2 separate regions of the Zea mays genome follow, and region 1 is linked to region 2. Evidence: chromatin contacts called from public Hi-C data. All regions are on one chromosome and are shown on one strand. Each heading gives the region's core, a stretch centred on a gene start, on an enhancer-like site or on the middle of the called end of the contact. The rest is flanking DNA. Distances are from core to core; before and after follow the strand shown.

Region 1 (6,251 bases), core at 1,387-3,886, 170 kb after region 2:
TGTACATTAACAACTTTATAGCATATAACAATTATTATTGCTGATTTTTGGGAGGAATGGAGGATAATGCTATTGTCACAGCAAAGTCCAATGCGGAATTAGATTCAAGCATGTTGTGAGACCTAAAACCCTTAGCTCATTTAAGCTTCCCTATAAATAGGCTATTATTATACAGATTCCGCAGGATGACATCCCTGATGCATATGACACATCCAAAAAATAGGTAAACTTTGGATCATCAAGAATAAACCATTTTACTGGGCAACATTTAAACAATTGATGGTTAAGGATCATTTTACATAAGGTACATTTTGAAAAAAAACTTCGCCGTTCAAGGTTTTCCATATTTCAAGAAGCACACACGTGGGAAGTTTAACAAATTTCAGGCCTTGAAGATTGCAGAAAGCAGCCTCGAAGTTACCTGCTCACACTCCACGAGTTTCTGTTGAGCACCATCAAAATCATAGTTGACATATAAGCATTGCAGAAACTCAGTTATGGGATCCTTGTAGCTATGCTGCTCCTGCTGAATGACCTTAATCAACTCTTTAAGCATATTCCTTCTCCTTTTGTTAACAACAACTGCAGTAGCTAGGTATCTCAGAAGATGGTGAGCATTTGTCTGTATAGCATTCAAGTACCTGCAAGGGAAACAAATGAGTATGCAAATTTACTGGTATATTCTGAACATTTATAACATTAAACATCAATTCAAAGACAAAAAATAGTAGTGACATCATACTGGATTACAGTTATAAAAAAATTGAATCTGAATCAAACTCAGTTTTTTTTTTCTGGAGAAAGAAACGATTATAAAAACCTACTAGTGGAAAACAGTGTAGTTTTAGACTTCCATGTATACCACCTAATACATTTATGAGGAAGAACTCCAACTGAAATAAAGCATTCACTATTCACTAATTATTGAATCGAAATATCAATGTGCATCTAAACAAAAATAAGGAAATGTGGAAGTATATTTTAATATCTTGAGAACTGTTGATAATAAGTTGTTGCTTCCTAAACTACTATTGCCAGAATGCTACAAATCACAAATCATAATTTTATGTCAGCATACGACGAGTCTTGAGATTTTAACAGACAAACCTGTCCTGGAAGAACAGATCAATGATCCCATTTCTACCATTTTCATGGTTAAAGAAGATGAACAGAGCCCAATGCATCAGCCATATCCTGTTCTGGAGCTGATTCAGAGGTGATGAGAAGTTCTGCCAAAAGATAAGGAAGGAACAAGGTTACTAATATAACATATACAAAGAGCAAAGAACACACTACGAAACATTGATGGTAGAACCTTTGAATCAATTATTTCCTTCAAGCGGTTGAATTCCTCCAAAGCCACATCCCAGTTCTGCATTAGGATTTCTGCTGCTAGCTTTCCCCAGAGGGCACTCACACTTCGCTCAGTATCTGTGCACAAAGCACGATACTGGTACAGGTACTCAGCAGCCCAGGAGTAGTTACCACACTCAAACTGAAATTTGGCATACTGATACAGAGCTTCAATCTGGTCAGGACCAATCTGCATTGTTAAACAAGGATTTAGTTCGTTAGCATTTAGCACAGAAGAGGCTATAACAATAAAAGTGCACAGCTTCAACATTCCATCTGAATTTTGATCTTAGTTAATGTGCACTGTGCTTTCTCGACAGTGCTCCAGCGGCAAAAACTCTGACTCTGAATTGTCCCTTACTGCAGAGTTGAAAGAACATAGACTTCAACTAGGCTCAATTTGAAAGCACTTTTTGGACTATACGATACAAGGAAATCAACTACGATCCTAGGAAGAATTACATGTCTAGATTTTAGGACACCTGCTAGAATACATATAACATACTGAATTATGCATAGTACCAAATAAAGCATATCTCACAATGTACTTATGTGATCCTTAATGTGGGAGCTAAAGTCAGCAGTCAGCCAATTCAAGATTCCTCACAACATGACAACATACTGCAGAACTAGGACCAAATCACTTGTATGATAATGATATATGTAACCACATTTAGCAACGGTAAGATCGATTCACTATATGAGCAAATCCGTTTCAGGATTTTTAGTGACACACAAATCCATAGCTTCGTAACAACGTCTGAAAACGCTCCAAAACACGGAATTCCACCAACCTAACTAAATAAAGCACGCATATATATATCTTTAACAAAAACAAGGCAGAAGCAGACCTGGTATCTCTCCTGGAGCATGTGGATGTTGTACTGTTTGTCGGGCCTGAGCTCCTGCACGAGCTGCGGGTTCTGGAGGAAGGCGACGAGCGGGGCTGCGGCCTCGTCGAGCGACCTGAGCCTGGAGACGACCTCGGAGCGGCGCTTGACCATGTCCTCGGGAACGTCATCGGTGCCGTGGAGGGACTTGTGGATGTCCATGGCGTAGTCGACCATGTTGGTGCCGCTGAGGAGGCGGATCTTGGCCTCCAGGATCTCCGGCCTCGAGTAGAGCTGCCGCTCCTGGAGGAACTCCAGCAGCGGGAAGACCAGGTGCCGGTCCAGCTGCGCCGCCATCAGCGCCGTGAGGTCGTGGTCCGCCATGGCTGGTGCTTCAAGCTCTCTTAGCTGCCTCCCGCGTGCGGCTAGGATTAGGGTTCCTTTCGGGTTTGAGGGGGTGGGGAGCGGGGAGGAAGAAAGAGAGGAGGGCAAGGGAGTTATTTGTAGACATAGCCAAACGGGCCGCCCGGCCAGGCCCGGTCCAGGCCCGGGCCCGATGAAGCCAGGCTCGCTAGACACGGTTGGGAAAATGGGCCAGACCGTCTAAGTCCGCGAGCTCGATTTCTTGTCCGAGTCCGGCCCACAGCGGGTCTAAACGGGTCGAGCACGAAAAAACGGGGCGAAAGCGGGCCGATAAGTACGTTTTAGTGCAAAAAAGCGGGCTTAGAGGTAAACAGGTCATGCCGGACTAGCCTACCGTATCTAGTTTCCTGTCCGAGCCTGGTCCGCTTATTCGTGCCGGGCCAGCCCAGACCCTATATAACTGAGCCGTGTCGGGCTCAAATCGGGCCCAAATAGCGGACTTCGTGTCGGGCTCGCATACCTCGTGCTTATTGACCATCTATAGTTATTTGCCCATTCGCCATTATCAAATACGGGCTTCGCCCAAATGCCATCATAAAATTAGGTTTCGCCACTATGCCATTTTTAACCATCGTTCCACAAACAAAATTTAGAATTATACCAATCCAGTTCAGTGCCATTATCAAACTCGGTCTAAACGCTAAAATGCATTTTGTTGTTTAGGTTCTGTTTGGGAGAGCTTCACTTCAAGAATTTCAATTTTGTTCGAACTTCTTCAACCCAAACAGGTCCAGCTCCACGAGCTTTAGTTTTAAAAAAAATCGAAACTAGAGGCCCGTTTCATGAAATTCATGAAGCTCCATAGAGGGTGCTTCAAAAACACTGTTTTTATATCTCCTCATGAAGCTGTACGAAAATTACCCACCATGCCACTGGTTACGCAACATACAATTTCCGTTTTATCTGGCGACAACCCACTAATCATCAAGAGTAATCAAGGAAACCCACACAAATCAATTGTACTATAGAAGTTGGAGTCCATATACAAACCAAACGCTCCTGGAACTCACCTTAACAATTTGCTGGAGCTGTTTTATAGTAAAACTGGAAACCAAAGCTGAAGTTTTTGAAGTGAAGCTCTCCTAAATAGGGCCTTAATAAGATGAAAAATGATCAATTTCCCTAACTGTTGCCTCATGCCGTATAATAAACTTGCTCTCCTCTCTCCTCGCGCCATGGATCGCTCCGCCGCCGGCGTCTGCCATGGAGGACTTCGCACGCGCGGTGGAGGGCGGGGCTCAAGCTGTCGTAGCTCGTGCTCCCGGGAGGGGTGCCACTGCCGCGCCCGCCGACGGGGATGGAGCGCACTGCAGCCGCTGTGCTCCGCCGCCTGCGGCCCCGCTCGATGCGGCCATCGTGCCTGTGCTTCTCCTCCGCGGCGGCGACGACCACCACCTCGTCCTCCTCGCGGCGTACTCGCACTCTCGTAGAGGTGGCCACGGCTGGAGAAGACGACGAACGCAACCTTGGCACGGGAGCTGGGCTACGGCACGTGTCGTTCGCGAGGACGATGGCGGCCAACTCGGTCAGCACCGCGACGGCGAGGTAGACTGCGTTTGGTTGTAGAATGGAACGATACCTTGTTTGGTCAGAGTTAAAGATTAGCACAGCCTTAAAATTGAAACGCTGTTGTCCTGAAACCGAACGCATCTTTGCGCGACAGCAGGATGTCCTGACGTTCTTTATCGTCCCTCCAATTTTTAAGAGATAACTGAAACAACATTTTAATAATTCTGTCCCAACCTTTTAATCAAACAAATTTATTTGAAGAATCGTCTCATCTTTGTCTTATCCTATTATTGCAATCAAACATATGACTTGACGTTTTAAGGCCCCAGGCCCAAGCACAACGCAGCTCACGTTTTGAGCTCGTGTGTTTAACTGTTTACGCCGCGCAAAATTCTCGCAAAAGAAAGCAGCGGTGTGTCAGTGTCTGCAGTGGTTCTTATCTGCAGCTCTTTTTGCCGCCCGATAATGCGCGTTGCCGCCTCCCAGCTTCCCCTCCCCACCACCACCCCAGCCCGCCGGCGACGGCGAGCCTCGGCGCCGCCCACCGCCGCGCCGCGGCCACCCCCGAGAGCGCTCGCCGCCATACTGCGCTCGCGCGTCATCGCGTGCCTCCGCGCGCAAGAGTAAGGGCCTCTCGCCGCTCCTCGAGTCCCTCTAGACCGCTACGTGTTCGGCGACAGTCCTCGCCAAAGCGGAAACGACTCGCTGGTCAACTTATATGTTCCTTCTTGGTTTCGAACCCCTTGCAGCAGCGAGACGGCGTTGCAGGCGGCTCACGCGGCTGTCCACGGCGGCATTACCGTGGTGAGTTTGTTGCTCCTTTCACCTCTGGTCCCTTGTGTAGGTCGGTGCATCATGCGTGCGTGGGTGTGTCGGATGGTTCGTGGTGAGTGAGTGTGTCTGAATGCTTGGTACTCGCGTGACTTGGAGAAAATTGGCTATTTGCCATTCTAAAGAGCGTGCTTGGGGACTTCAACATTGGAATGACTGCAAAATTGACATCTGGAAGATGTGCAGTTGTGCACTTTGATTCTACTGCCATAAGTTCCTACTTAGCTCAATTTTTCACGTTATCTCCTAGTCACAGCCATGCGGAACAACGAATTTGTCCTCTTTCCAAAATCAATCGTGCCTGGGACAGCCGGCTGGGCTACCGGGTTATCAGATGCAGCTGCATGCTGTTGAGGCCCTCGGTACGGTAGCAGTGCCGGGCTGCCGGCCTCAGCTTCAAGTGTGCGTTGGGTAGATATCATCTACACTCGATCAGAGGTAGAGATGGCCAAACGGGCCGCCTGGCCCGGTCCGTTTTGAGCTTGGCCCGCTAGGCACGGTTAGAAAACCGGGTCAGGACATCTAAGTCCGCGGGCTCGTTTTCCTGTCCGACTCCGGCCTGCTGCAGGCCTAAACGAGCCGGCCTGGCCCGGTAAACACAGAAAAAGCGGGCCGAAAAACGGGATAAGCGAGCCGGAAAGCACGGTTTAGTGCAAAAAAAAGGGCTTGACGGGCTTAGAGGTAAACGGGCCTAGGCCCAGGCAAAAAGAACCGGAACCGAGGAGCCGAACCGAAATAACCGAGAATCGAAACCGAACTAACTGAACCGAAGAAACCGTTATGAAATTCGGTTCTGGTTTTTTGAGAACCAAAATAAACGAGATATTTTCGGTTCTGCACTCCAAAGAACCGAAAAAACCAAAAGAACCGAAAAAATTGAAAGTACCAGATTCAATTTGTTACATGTGTTTGTAACTTCAGATGTTGTTTTATCGACTTATGTTGAACCTGGTAGCCCATGTATTATCTATGAAATTCTTGGCATTGTGCACTTGTGGTTGTTTGTGGGGAGATGCTGCTGAAATTTCTCACAAAAGTTGTCGTTATTCAGAATTTTAGGGTGGCTGTTACAATTCGGTCAGAACCGAAGAACTGAGAACCGAACTAGTCGGTTCTGGTTTCTTTATCTTGCTATTTCAGTTCTAGTTTTTGAAGAATCGAATTTTTACAAGAACCGAGGAACCGAACCGAACCGAAGAAGCGGATGCCCAGTCCTAAACGGGATGTGCCGGGCTAGCCCGTCGTGCTTAGTTTTCTGTCCAGGCCCGGCCCGCTTATTCGTGCCGGCCTGGCCTGGGCCCGTAT
Region 2 (6,568 bases), core at 3,636-6,135:
GGAAGGCGACGAGCGCGAGTTCCTATTTTTCGCCTAGATCACCCGCAATGCGAGTGGTCTGGGTGGAATCCACAGTAAGACGGATGGCTTTAACGGGGACGTCGTCTGCCCCGGATGGTTGCACCTTTGGCACCTTGGGGAGCGCCTTGGTACCGGAGGTTGAGGGGTTCCCCCCCTCCGTCGTCCGGGCGAGCAGTCTCCGTCGTCCGGGCGAGCAGTCTCCGCCGCCAGGGCGTGCAGCTTCCCTACGGCCGCAAGCGCGGCGGCGCGATCACCCCGCAGGGTGAGGACCCCGGTTGGAGACGGCATCTTGAGGACCAAATACCCGTAATGGGCAATGGCCATGAACCGATACAGGGCCGGCCTGCCGATGATGGCGTTGAAAGGGAGGTTAACCTCCGCAACGTCGAACACGACGTTCTCCATGCGGAAGTTCTCCTCGGTCCCGAATGTAACCAGGAGTGTGATGCTTCCAAGGGGATACACCGGTTGTGGGCCCACTCCGGAGAATGGGCGAGAGGGTCCTAGACGGGACCCTGGGATCTGCAACTGTTTGAATGCAGCATGGCTGATGACGTTGAGGCCTGCCCCACCGTCAATCAACACATGGTGCAGCCGCATATTGGCGACGACAGGGGCGGTGATGAGTGGTAGCACACCGGCCCCTGCCATGTTGTCGGGGCAGTCGGATGCCCTGAAGGAGAAGGTGGCGCTCCTCCATCGTTGATGTGGAGCAGCCTTCAGGACCCCTGGAGTCGCCGACAGGACCTCACGGCGCAGGGACTTGACGTTCCTGCGGAAGGTGAGCTCCCAGCTCTCGCCGTACATGACGTACAACTTCTTGCGGCGGTCGTTGTCGTCCCCAGAGTCAGAATCTCTGGTGAAGACGTCCTTGAGGTCCCCCTCGGGTGACTGATACCTGAGTTCTCGTTCTCCCGCGGCCACTTCGCCGTCGTCGACCCCCTCCTTACCAGGCCGGCGATGGGGTGGGGAGCCGTCCTTGGATGACTGCTCGCGTCGCTCGCTGACGCGCTTTGCGAGCTTGATGATCTCGTGGCACTCCGAGGCGCTGTGGCGAGCGTTGGGGTGCACAGGGCATGAGCCGCTGTTGCCTCCCTGTGGCCGGGGGCGCTTGTTGCGCTCGCTCCGGCCCCCAGTCGCGGCTGCGACAATCGGAGCGGCAGGCTACGACTTCTCATGGTCGTGGTTCTTCTTCTTCTTTTTGCCGTCCTGGGTGACGGTGCCGGAGCCTCCTGTCTGGGCGACTCCGGTCTGTGGCGCCGAGTGCCATGCACGGCCCTCGGTAGCTCTGGCGCACTTGTCGGCCAGAGTGAAGAGAGTGGAGACAGTTTCCACGTCGTGCGTGGCTAACTTATCTAACATCTTTTCATCACGTACCCCCTGGCGGAAAGCAGTGATGATGGAAGCATCTGATATACGAGGTATGGTGCCTCGTACCTTGGTGAAGCGGGAGATGAAGGCCCGGAGAGTTTCTCCGGGCTCCTGCCTCACTGCGTGGAGGTGAGCCTCCACGCCATGCTGCTGGTAAGCACTGGCGAAGTTTGCCGTGAACCGCGCGCAGAGCTCTTCCCAGGAGTAGATTGATCCTAGGGAAAGGTTCATGAACCAAGTCCGGGCCAGCCCAGACAAGGCAACATGGAAGTATGTTGCCATTACTGTGGTGTCTCCACCGGCTGCCGTAATGGCGGTGACGTAAACCTGCAAGAATTCCGACAGATTTGTCGTACCGTCGTACTTCTCTGGTAGGTGTGGCCGGAACTTGGATGGCCAGGTCGCCGCGCAGAGATGATCCGCCAACGCTACGCAGCCCACGCCAGCTAATGGGACACCCGCCTGGATCCGGGCGCCAGTTGGGGCCTGCGGTGCAACCACAACAAAGTCGTGGTCGAGGTTGCGACCCTCGACATTTTGTCGGCACTCATGCACCCTCTCTAGAGAGACGTGGGCATCCTCGCCCGCACGCCTGCGGTTGAGTTCCGCCCGCAGGTCATTAGACCTCTCCATATAGACTGGGGCGTCCTTGCCCGCTCGCCGGTGGTTGAGCTCCGCCCGCAGGTCCTCAGTCGGCGCGGCCCTCATCGAGGGAGAGCGCACTGATGCCGACGCCTCCTTTTGGCGCCGGGATGACCGAGGCCTTGGCCTGGTTGAGGCAGAGTGCGCCATGCCAAGCAGGCGGTCGACGTCGTCGCGCCACTGCTTCATGGCCCCCGGGGAGGTCGTGGAGCTAGGAGGGTGGCGCAGCAACTCTCTGGCCGCTGACAGTGCCCCAGGCGCAGCCCTAGACATCCTGGACGTTTGCGCGGGAGTGTGCTGCCGCGCAGAGTGCACAACAGTGGCCGCACCAGGCGCCGGGAGGTTGGTGGCCCGCGGTGTGGAAGAGGCAGCCGCCTCTTCCACCACGAAGTCCTCGGGCAAGAAATCATGGTGCTCGATGATGTGGACCATGGCGTCGAGTAGAAGAACAAGCAAAAACCTAAAGCCTAGCCCCCTACATGGCGCGCCAAATGTCGGAGAGGAAATCTCCGGCCGGGTAGCGGAATGCACCCGCCCTTAATCCTAAGATGAGGAGGGGCCTAAGCGTTTTGCCTGTTAGGTGGAAACGGGAAGAACACAAGAACACACAAGTATTTAGAGTGGTTCGGGCCGCCGGAGCGTAATACCCTACTCCACTGTGTGATGTATTGAGCTTGAGAGCTTGTATGAACTTGTGAGTGTGAGAGTCTAAGTGTGTCTGAGTAAGCCTGCCTTGTAACGTCATGTGTCCTCCCTTTTATAGCTCAAGGGGGGCACGTACAAGGACACTGAGCCCCGACATGTGGGCCCAGGGACATAACAGATGTAATACTTGGAGCAACTAATGCTAGTCGCCAGTGCAATCTCCTTGTGTCTTTATATCCGCGGTCTGCGTAGCATTAGCGTGCAGCGGAAGCTTCCCTGGCAACGTACGAGTGATGATGAGCACAGTGCACTCCGCAACATGGGCGTACTGCCTGGCGCGCCAAATGTCGGAGAGGAAATCTCCGGCCAGGTGGCGGAATGCACCCGCCCTAAATCCTAAGATGAGGAGGGGCCTAAGCGTTTTGCCTGTTAGGTGGAAACGGGAAGAACACAAGAACACACAAGGATTTAGAGTGGTTCGGGCCGCCGGAGCGTAATACCCTACTCCACTGTGTGATGTATTGAGCTTAAGAGCTTGTATGAACTTGTGAGTGTGAGAGTCTAAGTGTGTCTAAGTGAGCTTGCCTAGTTGCCTTGTAACGCCGTGTGCCCTCCCTTTTATAGCTCAAGGGGGGCACGTACAAGGACACTTAGCCCCGACATGCGGGCCCAGGGATATAACGGATGTAATACTTGAAGCAACTAATGCTAGTCGCTAGTGCAATCTCCTTGTGTCCTGATATCCGCGGTCTACGTAGCATTGGCGTGCAGCGGAAGCTTCCCTGGCAACGTACGAGTGATGATGAGCACAGTGCACTCCGCAGCATGGGCGTACTGCCTGCCAACGGAATGGACAGGCACGCAGCCTGCGAGACGACCTGGTCGCCGCCTGCCAGCGGAGTGGACAGGGCACATTAAATGCCGAGGCGGCACATCCCTTCCAGCGGAATAGACAGGGCCCATTAAATGCTGAGGTGGCACATCGCCTGTCAGCGGGACGGATAGGCGGCGCGCCTTATTCGCAATAAATGCAGGGGCTACGTAACCCGGAGGCCTTACGTCAGGCTCCTCCCGACAGCTTACGTCACGCATAGTAGTCCACGTGGCAGCATCAGGTCTCCGCCCGGGCGGGGAGCAGTGGCGCAAGCGGACAGGTCCGCACCAGACTGGGTCCGGACACGTGTCGTCACCGGACCCCCGCCTGGGTCCTGTCCAAGGCCCGTGCATGTTATGTCCTGGGACCTTGCTGTGTGTGGCCCGGACCCTGCACAGGGGGGTCCGGGGCCCGTCCCAAGGGTCCGGGCACGCCCGTGGAGGTTATGGACCTTACTCGGAGGCCCGATCTGTACGTACAGGGGTCCGACACTTCCCTATGGGGGTCCGGACCCACTGTTGATACTCTGGAGTATATCTTTTTTTCTGGCCGCGTGGCGACACGGGAGTCGTCCACGTGGTGGGGTCGGGCGTTGTTTACCATGCGACTAGAGGTAGCCGCATGGGCACCGCACCTTCACACTATAGTAAGAGGTACCCCTGTTTAAGGGTACCGACAAACAACAAAATAACTTTTCAACAAACTAGTCATCTAACTAGCCAAGCCATCCGGCTCTCCAAATTGCCCCCATCGCTAACCAAACTTAGCTAGTCACTCCAACTAGTTAAACTAAGGCCCTGTTTGGGACAGCTCCAGCTCTAGAAAATTTGGTGGAGTTAGTGGAGCAGGTCATTAGGTGCTCTAGAAAATCGTGGAGCTGGAGTTATAAGCCTTTAGAAAACATTTAGATAAGTAATTTTGTTTATTATTTAGATTAAAAATATTTTTATAACTATTAAAATTGATATTATAAACTACAACTCCACACAAATACCCTCTAAGTTGTATGTTAGAGAGTCCGTTGAAATAGGATACTACATATAAAATTTAATCTTTATAAAAGAAATAAATGAAGAGTCAAATAAAGGATCAAAAATATAGAGTCTCTTCGATATGCTCTTAGAGTACGTAGCATAATACCTCTCAATCCTACATATCTAAAGTAGATTATTCTCAGCTTCGAGCCACTCGGCAGTCGGCACTAGGCAGACAACCAGAAACTGGTGGAACCTACAAGAAGACAAAAGAAGTTTGTCGAGTTGCATGGAGCCACGTCCATAGAAGCTTTCCCCTCTCTCTCTCTTGTTCGTTTCTTAAGGCCTAAGTAACATGTGACATCATGTCCCACTGCCTACTAGTACCAAGCTGCAGAGGTGAAGCGTGTTTCGCTGGCCCTGTGTGGGTCCAGTGCTGTCTGCACTCTCGCTCGGATTATGCTAACCGCGTCTAGATCGCATCGCATCAATGGTGTACTAGCTATTTCAACCTAAGCTCATGAGTATTCTTTAATTTTCCATCCGCGACGTGTAGGTCGTAACAATCAAAAATTGAAATTTTAATTTGCACGCTATTTATTGCTTTATCTAGGTGCGTTCCTAACTATTTTTATCTAGCTAGGTGCCGGTAATAACTGCCTTTCATCATAACTATTGAAATTAGTAGTGGGTCGTTATCTTAGCTAGAGACAAAGTAGATTTTTAGCATAGGATTTTAGGAGCACCGATCCTGTAACAGCTAAAGAGCAATTCTAAGGACTAGTTTGGCAGCCACAAAACAAATGAAGGGTTAAAATCTCCTTTTTATTCAAAATTGAATAAAAAGGGGATTATAGCCTCTCCAATCCCCTTCGGTTCTGAGACTTTCCAAACTAGCTCTAAGGAGTCCCCTATTTTTTTTGTTGTCTCTTGTGCATTCACAGAGCGACATCGTCATCGTACCAACGTACTTATTTCCTCCTGGATGTTCAACCAGGCCCGTGCTTGGGGGTGTGCAACCTGTTCCCTCGAACAGGGGCCCACAAAATCTAGGGCCCCAAATATGTAAGTCTGTAGTATATTTATAAAATAGAAAATATACATTAGAGCATCTCTAAGACTATTTCTAAATTTCACTCTCTAAATTATTATTTTGAGAATCACTTTGTATATCTTTTAATCTCCAACAACGATTTTATATCTTGTTTGTATTTTTAGAGTCATTCACGTTTTCTATCTTTAGCTAGCGAGAAAGTTAGAATAAAAGATGATTATTTTTGGATAGCTATTTAAATAAGCTGTTAGAAGGGTTTTTTTTTTCAAAAAAAATATTCATATCAATTAGAAAGAATATAGTCTTTTGGAGTTATTCTTAGTCTCTAATTCTTTACTCATGCGTCTATTTCATGACTGTGAAACGTGAGCACAGCCCATATATGTGCAGTATGACGTTTCGTTCACCGACGGTCGACAACCTCGACTAATAAAAAAGGTCTCATTTCAGAATTTGTACAGGGCCTCAAATTTTACCGGCACGGCCCTGCGTTCAACTATGGCTAAGCTTGCTTAAATTATGTGATGTGCAGGACTGCAGGGCAGTACCTCCATTTGACATTGGTGTGATCAAATAGGCAAATGAAATGGCAGTGGAACAATCTATAACCTGACTTTGCTTTCTCCAGCAATTCAGCAGTGTTCATCAACGAAAGAACCCTTATGTCATGATCAACAGCTATAGTTTCATCCTTGTTAGAACTGACACTATCACAGTAGTGGGTGGACTGTTTGCTCCACACCTTCATCATAGAGATTTCTCTCTTATTGCTCCAATGCTTATGGTTGCACAAAGAAGTCGCCAAGTTCTGTTGTCTCAGCAGTCAGCACCCACAACATCACTCGCATTTTCCTTGTAGCTGAATGGAGAAATCTGACGGTGGAGCAGCAGGACTTTCAGCCTTCCCCGGAGGTCTGCCAGCTTATTACGTGCTGCACCGGATGAGCGTACGTGTCGACCGGGTGACAGCGGAGCGCGCGGCAAGCG

Evidence for each region. Hi-C and Micro-C count contacts between places; a contact is called where the count stands out from the background.
Region 1: a contact with region 2 is called in a Hi-C map of tassel, with 2.2 times the contacts expected there. The contact joins the promoter of LOC100193141 here to the enhancer-like site in region 2. A contact is called at or near these places in 2 of 25 Hi-C or Micro-C datasets (endosperm and tassel).

Annotation. Positions count from the first base shown.
Region 1 is chr7:20,412,451-20,418,701 of Zm-B73-REFERENCE-NAM-5.0, forward strand. LOC100193141 reads right to left here and starts at 2,637. Exons shown (of 7, transcript NM_001138299.1): 1 at 2,205-2,637; 2 at 1,316-1,543; 3 at 1,108-1,229; 4 at 422-641. The coding sequence starts at 2,567. It overlaps LOC100284118 (KHG/KDPG aldolase), which reads left to right and starts at 4,525. Exons shown (of 9, transcript NM_001157015.1): 1 at 4,525-4,738; 2 at 4,865-4,919. The coding sequence starts at 4,581.
Region 2 is chr7:20,242,941-20,249,508 of Zm-B73-REFERENCE-NAM-5.0, forward strand. No RefSeq gene overlaps it. Among protein-coding and RNA genes, the nearest start is that of LOC103633765, 29 kb to the right of the region's middle. Within about 2 kb of position 4,886, at least 18 of the 20 cell types and tissues checked have an H3K27ac peak or open chromatin away from gene starts, as enhancers often do. A contact at or near this core is called in endosperm and tassel, where this site is marked.